Regions from separate parts of the Columba livia genome. Here region 2 is linked to region 1. Evidence: chromatin contacts called from public Hi-C data. All regions are on one chromosome and are shown on one strand. The core of a region is the stretch at or near the end of the contact, and the rest is flanking DNA. Distances in the headings are between cores, read along the strand shown.

Region 1 (3,058 bases), core at 156-2,655:
AAAAAAAAACCACACACTTGCCACCAGGTACAGGGAACACATCCCTTTGCCTTCGGTTCAAGCTACTCATGTTTTACATGCAACACGAAGACAAACCAAAACGGACAATGGAATTACACAGCCATGTCTAAAGCTGTACCATATACTTCTGCAAGACTCAGAAAATGACATTTTTATTGGCCTATCAGGATATGGTATGCAACAATAATTTCCAAAGATGATGACTAAATGGAAAGGTTTATGGCTAGTCCACTGGGCATATCAGTTTCTCATAAAAAAGTCTTATCTTAGGTTGTAAATTCCACTGTCTAATTAAGTCCATGGAACTGTAAGTCTGTTGATCTTGCAGACAATAAAATATACTAGAACTCTGATCTCTACTTAAAAAAAAAAGTCATTTCAGTTGAAGCATAAAGGCTTCTCATAAATTAGCCTAAACATTAGCTGCAAGTCTCCTTTGGGGGGACAGAAAGAAAGGCATAAACTTAAATAAGATTCAATTCAGTACTCTCAAAATTTTAGATTTCAGCTATCAACTTTCATATCTATCAGAATATATAAACGGAAAGTCCTCCATACTTAATGCAAATACGGTTCCCACCCTCAAAGGAATGCAACATTAAGGGCGATCATCTGCATTTATACAGCACCTTTCATCTGAAAGCCATAAAGCAAACATATATGCACATACACCTGAACAGTCGAGCCTGTCATTAAAACATGATTCATGTATTTTTACAGGGTAGCACTTAAAATAGCAAAGCCGGAGCCAAAGCTTTCGCACTTCTTGGCAAAGTGACCATTTTCGAGGCAATCCTCATGTGGCTGGGCAGCGCTCCCAGCCGTGCTCAGGCAGACCCTTGCCCCCGGATCAGGGCACGGGTTTCTGCAGCCGGCTTTCCCCGCAGCGCTCAGGCGCCCTGCAGCCCCTGCTCCCCCTCACCCCCGGGGCGAACGCAGCAACCCCGCACACCTGCTCACCGAAACACATCGCTCAGCTCCCCGCGCTGCCGGGGGCGCGGAGCAGCGGGACCCCGCCGGCCGCCCCTTCCCCTCCGCTGACAGGCTGCCCTTCCCGGCGCGCTCCCGCCTCCCGCCCCGCCGCCTCCCGCACGGGCCTCCCCGGGGCCGCGCGGGCTCCCCCCGCCCCGCTCTCCGCTCGCGCCCCGCTCAGCCCCTCGCGCGCCGGCCGTTACCTGAGCGGCGGCGCCAGCAGGGCCTGCGGGCGGCGCGGGCTCTCATGGCCGCATACCCCACCGGCAGCCAAGCCCCGGCCCCTCAGCAGCGCGGCGAGGGTCTGCCCCGCCGCTGCGGCAAGCGAGGGGGCCCCATGTGAGGAGAGAGCCCAGCTGCGGGACCCGGGGCCGTGATCACCGCGGCTCCTCCTCCTCCCGCAGCCCCCGCCTCCTCCTCCTCACGCGTCCGCCCCCCCGCGGCGAGCGCCGCCGCCGAGCCGCCCACAGCACCGCCCCTCCCTAACAGCCAATCGTTGCGGGACAGGGCTAGATGGACGGCACCCCTCGGCCAATGGATTAAGGGAAATCAAGCGGAGGGACTCGCAGGTAGTCCACGAGAGTACTCCTTTTTAATTGGTCATGAGCCACTTGAGAGGCAGGCCGATCGTCCAACCAAAAGAGCAACAACAGCTCCCAAAACAAGAGCGGGAGCCAGTGAGAAGAAAGAGAGAGGGGCGTTGCTATGGGCGCCTCGCTTTCACTGGTCAGGCTTTGAGGACGGGTTATAAGTAAGCGAGTTAGCCAGTAAGACTGTGGCACACGCGGTGACGGACGGGCGGAGCAGCCAATCCCCGTGTGTTTATAGGCAGCGCTGGGCGGGAAGCTGTCAGCGGGACGGGCACCGCGACGGGTCCGGGAAGCGCAGGGATCGTTGTCCTCTCGTACTGCGGGTCCCGCCGGCTCTTCGCCCTAAAACCGGAGCAGCGCCGCAGCCAGTGCCGACAGCAACGCTCACCCCTCCGCTCGGGCAGCCGTTGACAGCCGGCAGGGGAGCACCCGGCTTCAGAGCGACCGTACCTGGGCTCCGTGGCAGCGCCGCTGCTGTTCTCACCTCCGCTCTGCCCCACAGGACTCACCCCTCTCCTCCTCACTCCAGCTCTCACGACTTCAGCATTTAACTCAAACTCGTCCTTGATTTTCCAGCCGCCTGCACCCCACTCGAGGTTTCGGTCACAGCGGGGGGCACAGAGCCCCTGCTCAGCCCCTGCCTGCAGCCCGCTCAGCGCAACCCAAATATCCTGAGCTTCTGGCTTCCCAGCTGTAATAAGTCTGTGATTTTTCGCATACAAACTATTTTTTTCAAATTATGGCTTATCCACATGCAGGCAGTTTGAAAAGTATAGAAAAAGGATACCTTTTTTCCTGCTAGGACACACTGCCAGACTTCAAATATCCATTCCAAAGCACGGCAGGACTAGAACATCTCATTAAATGGTGCTGAGGGGAGCTGGGGTTTGTTTTACATTGGCAAGGGACCGATTTTTTTCCCTGACCTCATCCTTGGCAGTGGTTGAGCTATTTTTACTGAACCTCTTTAAGAAACAAAGTTAATTTGCTGTAGAGTCTTGGACAGAATAACTGAATCCCAGTTAAAACAGCAGAAGGGTCTTGGACAGGAATGCATTGCTCAACCTTGCCTTGCCGTATTAGTAATATGTTTTCTCACTATCCTTCGTCACTGTTTACATCTAATCTTTACAGCTCAATCCAAAATGTGTTCGAGGGAATTTCATGTTGGAAACATCAGCACCAGCTCTACAAATAATATTGAATGAAGATTTACAGTTGGATTAAAATCTCCAGTCTGCAGTATATTGATTAATTTAGTCTCAGAATTTCACCCAATTCTACAGCAAAACTTTGAAAATTTACCTGGAAAAAAAATATATACAATAATGTCTGCACTGGTAAAAGATTAAAAGTATTTTGCATGGGAAATAAGTTGTCCTGTTTTCTTATTTTTCTGTCTGGATTCCCTTCACAGGGAATTTTCCCACACTCCCAAATGCTAAATATCAACCATATGCAAACGTCTATTCTAA
Region 2 (3,058 bases), core at 361-2,860, 66 kb before region 1:
ACGGCTAACAGCTGACTGAGCTGGCATAGACTGTGCAAAGTAACTCTGCAATACTAGGTTTCTCATAACTAAATGAGCCACTGCAAAGGGATAACTGCTGCTCAGGTTAACGCATTTCACAAGAGGAAGTCATACTTACAACTCGCAGAATAGTCACCTACACCTCTGGAAAGACAGGCATCTCAGCCAAGAAAGGACTAGGGCTTTCTCCTTTTTGATAGGAAAAGAGTAGGAATAGTCTTGCTTCCATCAGAGAAGAGTTTACACTTTGCATCCTTACGAGAGAGCAGGAAGAGAGTGTAACAGGCTACCTGGGTGAAATTCTGGTCTTCCCTGCATCACCATCTGCTCAGCAGGCATGCAATGCATACCTCACTTAGGAATGATAATACAGGTTAAAAAAAAATCCCATGTTGTTGGGACAGAAGCAGAAAAGGGCAGGCTGGGGCACAGCCATCATCACAGATTAAGCTTTCCCATACATTACACCCCAGAGTGGGGAACTCTGATGCTGGTTCCAGCAAGCAGCATTAAAGCTCATGCAACTGCTTCTTTCATGTGTTCCTGCTGATAGAGGGGAAAAACAAAACAAAACAAAAATCAGCCTGTTCAGTGCCAGTAGAAGCCAATTAAGACAACAGCCTCCTTCTGTAGAAGAAAAAAAAGTTAATTTGGGACAAGCTAATTTTCTTCAGTTTGACAATGCAAAGCTCTCCCATGAGTCTGCTGTCTGTCCTCCAAGAGCACTTGTGTGGCTGCACCGCTGCTGGCCGCTTCCCCTGAGCCGGGGATTCCTGTCCTCTAGCACGCAGTCTGGTTTGAAATAAGGAGCCCTCACTACTGCAGTGATATCAGCGAGATGGGATGTCGCACCAGAGAGGGAGGTGAATGTGACCTTTCTAGCTTAGTGGGAATAGTCAACTATGATCTAGATATGGTATTTAACTAACTCTTCTGCAGCAACAGATCATGATGTCCATTCAGCTCTTCAGAGATAAGATCCTACACCCCTGAAAGCTGGTGCGTTCACTGGCAGTTCCTCCAGAAGCTCAGATATGACAATGCCTGGAATATGGTTCTCCTCTTGTGCCCTGGGCAAATCCTCCTCCTAGTTGAGGTGCATGAAAGGTGTGCAAGAAGGGGAGCAGCGATTAACACATCCTGCTTTCCTGCACTAATGTATTACACATCATTACCAAATCCCACGGGAAAACGAAACACCAGGGAACAGATTTGTCTTGTTAATTGCAAAGTATTTGTCATGTGATTCAGCTTGCAGATTGCAACCAGCATGAGGGGTTTTCTTTTTGCTGCTTTTGAAAGAAGAGCTTGTTTAATGCTGCCACAGCATTCACAGCAGCTCTGGGACCAGAGAACACTCCTATCTGCTCAGCATAGCTCTGAAAGATCTCTGTGCCCATTTCTAAAATAGAGGCTCTGACTTATGTGCTGCTGCAGAATATTAATGCAAGATCTGCAGTGGTTTAGAGCAGCTGGTCAGTCAGAGGAAGAGGGAAAACCTAAGGGTCGCTCTTTCTACCCAACATGGAGCTTAAGGCCTTGAAATGCTTCATGTTGGAACCCTGGTCAAACTGTTTACACGGTGGCTGCCTGCTGCCTCTCGGAAGGGCTGCAGGGCCCACAAGGCCGTTCTGGCTGGAGCAGTTCCCCCTCCTAATGCAAAACAGGAAAGGGAATAAGCACAGTTTGAAATAAAGTTGAAATAATCAGTCTCTCCAGACACTGTCTGCAGCTATCAGTTTGACAGCCAGTTTCTACCATCTGCGGAGCCTCTTTCAAATGTGAAGCCCAGCACTATAGAGAAAACACGAGTTTAAGCAACTGGGAACAAGTGTTCCCTCATGGACACATTCAGTTTGAGCCCTCTCTTCATATGTCACAAGCTGACTGCGTGGTGCCACTTGCTGAGATGTTGGAGGACATCTGAGACGACGGGGCAGGACTGTCCCCATCCTGCTCCCTGAAGGGCCATGCCTCTCTCTTCAGCTCAGTGCAAGGACTAACGCTGAACATAGGCTTTGTAGACTCTAGTGGAGTATTTTTCAGGTGGTCATCTTCCACCTCCATCTCCTCAGAAGGGAGACAACCCACGAACACTTGTGAGGAGCCATGTCCCTCAGAGTTCACTGAATTCTCAACTGGGAGCTTTTTGTAAGACAGCGGCTCAGGCTGGGCCAGCACTAATGGTTGATCGCTGGCTGGATCTCTGCACGTGTTCTCAATAGGGCAAAACCCATTTTCCTCCTGGGCCACTGGCCCATCTGAACAGTCCATATCCTCTTCTTGTCCTGGTACAGAAAGAAATTCTGACCTGTGAGGCTTGGCTTGAAAGGGGGGAATCTCTGACACACCATATTTACTGCTACTCAGGAGTTTTTGCCGAACCTCTGTGCTTAGCTGGGTTGGGTCGCACCTGCTGACAGTTGAAGACAGTCCCCCAAACAGGCCATACTCCTTGTGCGGCAATTCGGGAGAGAGTGGAAGCGATCTGCACCTCCTCCCAGGGAGAAGGGAAAATTCTTGCCAGTCTGTGCTGTATGCCTGCCGGAACTGGGACTGGCTGCCTTTCAGGCCTCCACCTGCCTCTGGAGAATGCAAATCAAACACAAGGGAGATCACAGACTTGCTTGGCATGTCAAAGAATTTGATTTTCCCTCCCTTGAGGTCCTCTCGGGCACTGAAGGGATTAACTTTCCGGCCTAACCCTTTATTTGGTGTATAGTAGGGGTCCTGCACGTTTATCTTCCTGGAAGGCTTGCGGGAGAAGATATCCGACTGGCTGCGTGACAGCCAGATATTCCGACGCGGACGGGGTGACTTGGGTGGGATCTTGTCATCCAGGGAACTCAAACGTTTTACTCCTGGTCCTTTTTCAATTGAGCCTGAGTAGAAGAAAAGAAATACTCTTAGCTTAAAGGAGCTATGTGCCTGCATGTCTGCTCACTACAGTTGTCATGAAGGGTCTGTAAAAGAAAAAGCTGCATTTCTGATGCTCCAAAGTATCTTCCATAAGCATGTTTCCTCATTCCTTACAAGG

What was found. A called contact is a pair of places that touch in the nucleus more often than the background predicts.
Region 2: a Hi-C map of liver shows a contact between it and region 1, with 5 times the contacts expected there. The contact joins the enhancer-like site here to the promoter of TESK2 in region 1. A contact is called at or near these places in 2 of 2 Hi-C or Micro-C datasets (crop and liver).

Annotation. Positions count from the first base shown.
Region 1 is chr8:3,696,455-3,699,512 of bColLiv1.pat.W.v2, reverse strand. TESK2 (testis associated actin remodelling kinase 2) reads right to left here and starts at 1,405. Exons shown (of 11, transcript XM_065071530.1): 1 at 1,197-1,405. It overlaps LOC135580077 (a long non-coding RNA gene), which reads left to right and starts at 1,510. Exons shown (of 2, transcript XR_010474213.1): 1 at 1,510-2,179; 2 at 2,718-2,954.
Region 2 is chr8:3,762,508-3,765,565 of bColLiv1.pat.W.v2, reverse strand. TESK2 (testis associated actin remodelling kinase 2) reads right to left here. Exons shown (of 11, transcript XM_065071530.1): 11 at 1-2,903. The coding sequence ends at 1,891. Among named protein-coding and RNA genes, the nearest start is that of MUTYH, 9.0 kb to the left of the region's middle. Within about 2 kb of position 1,610, at least 1 of the 3 cell types and tissues checked has an H3K27ac peak away from gene starts, as active enhancers do.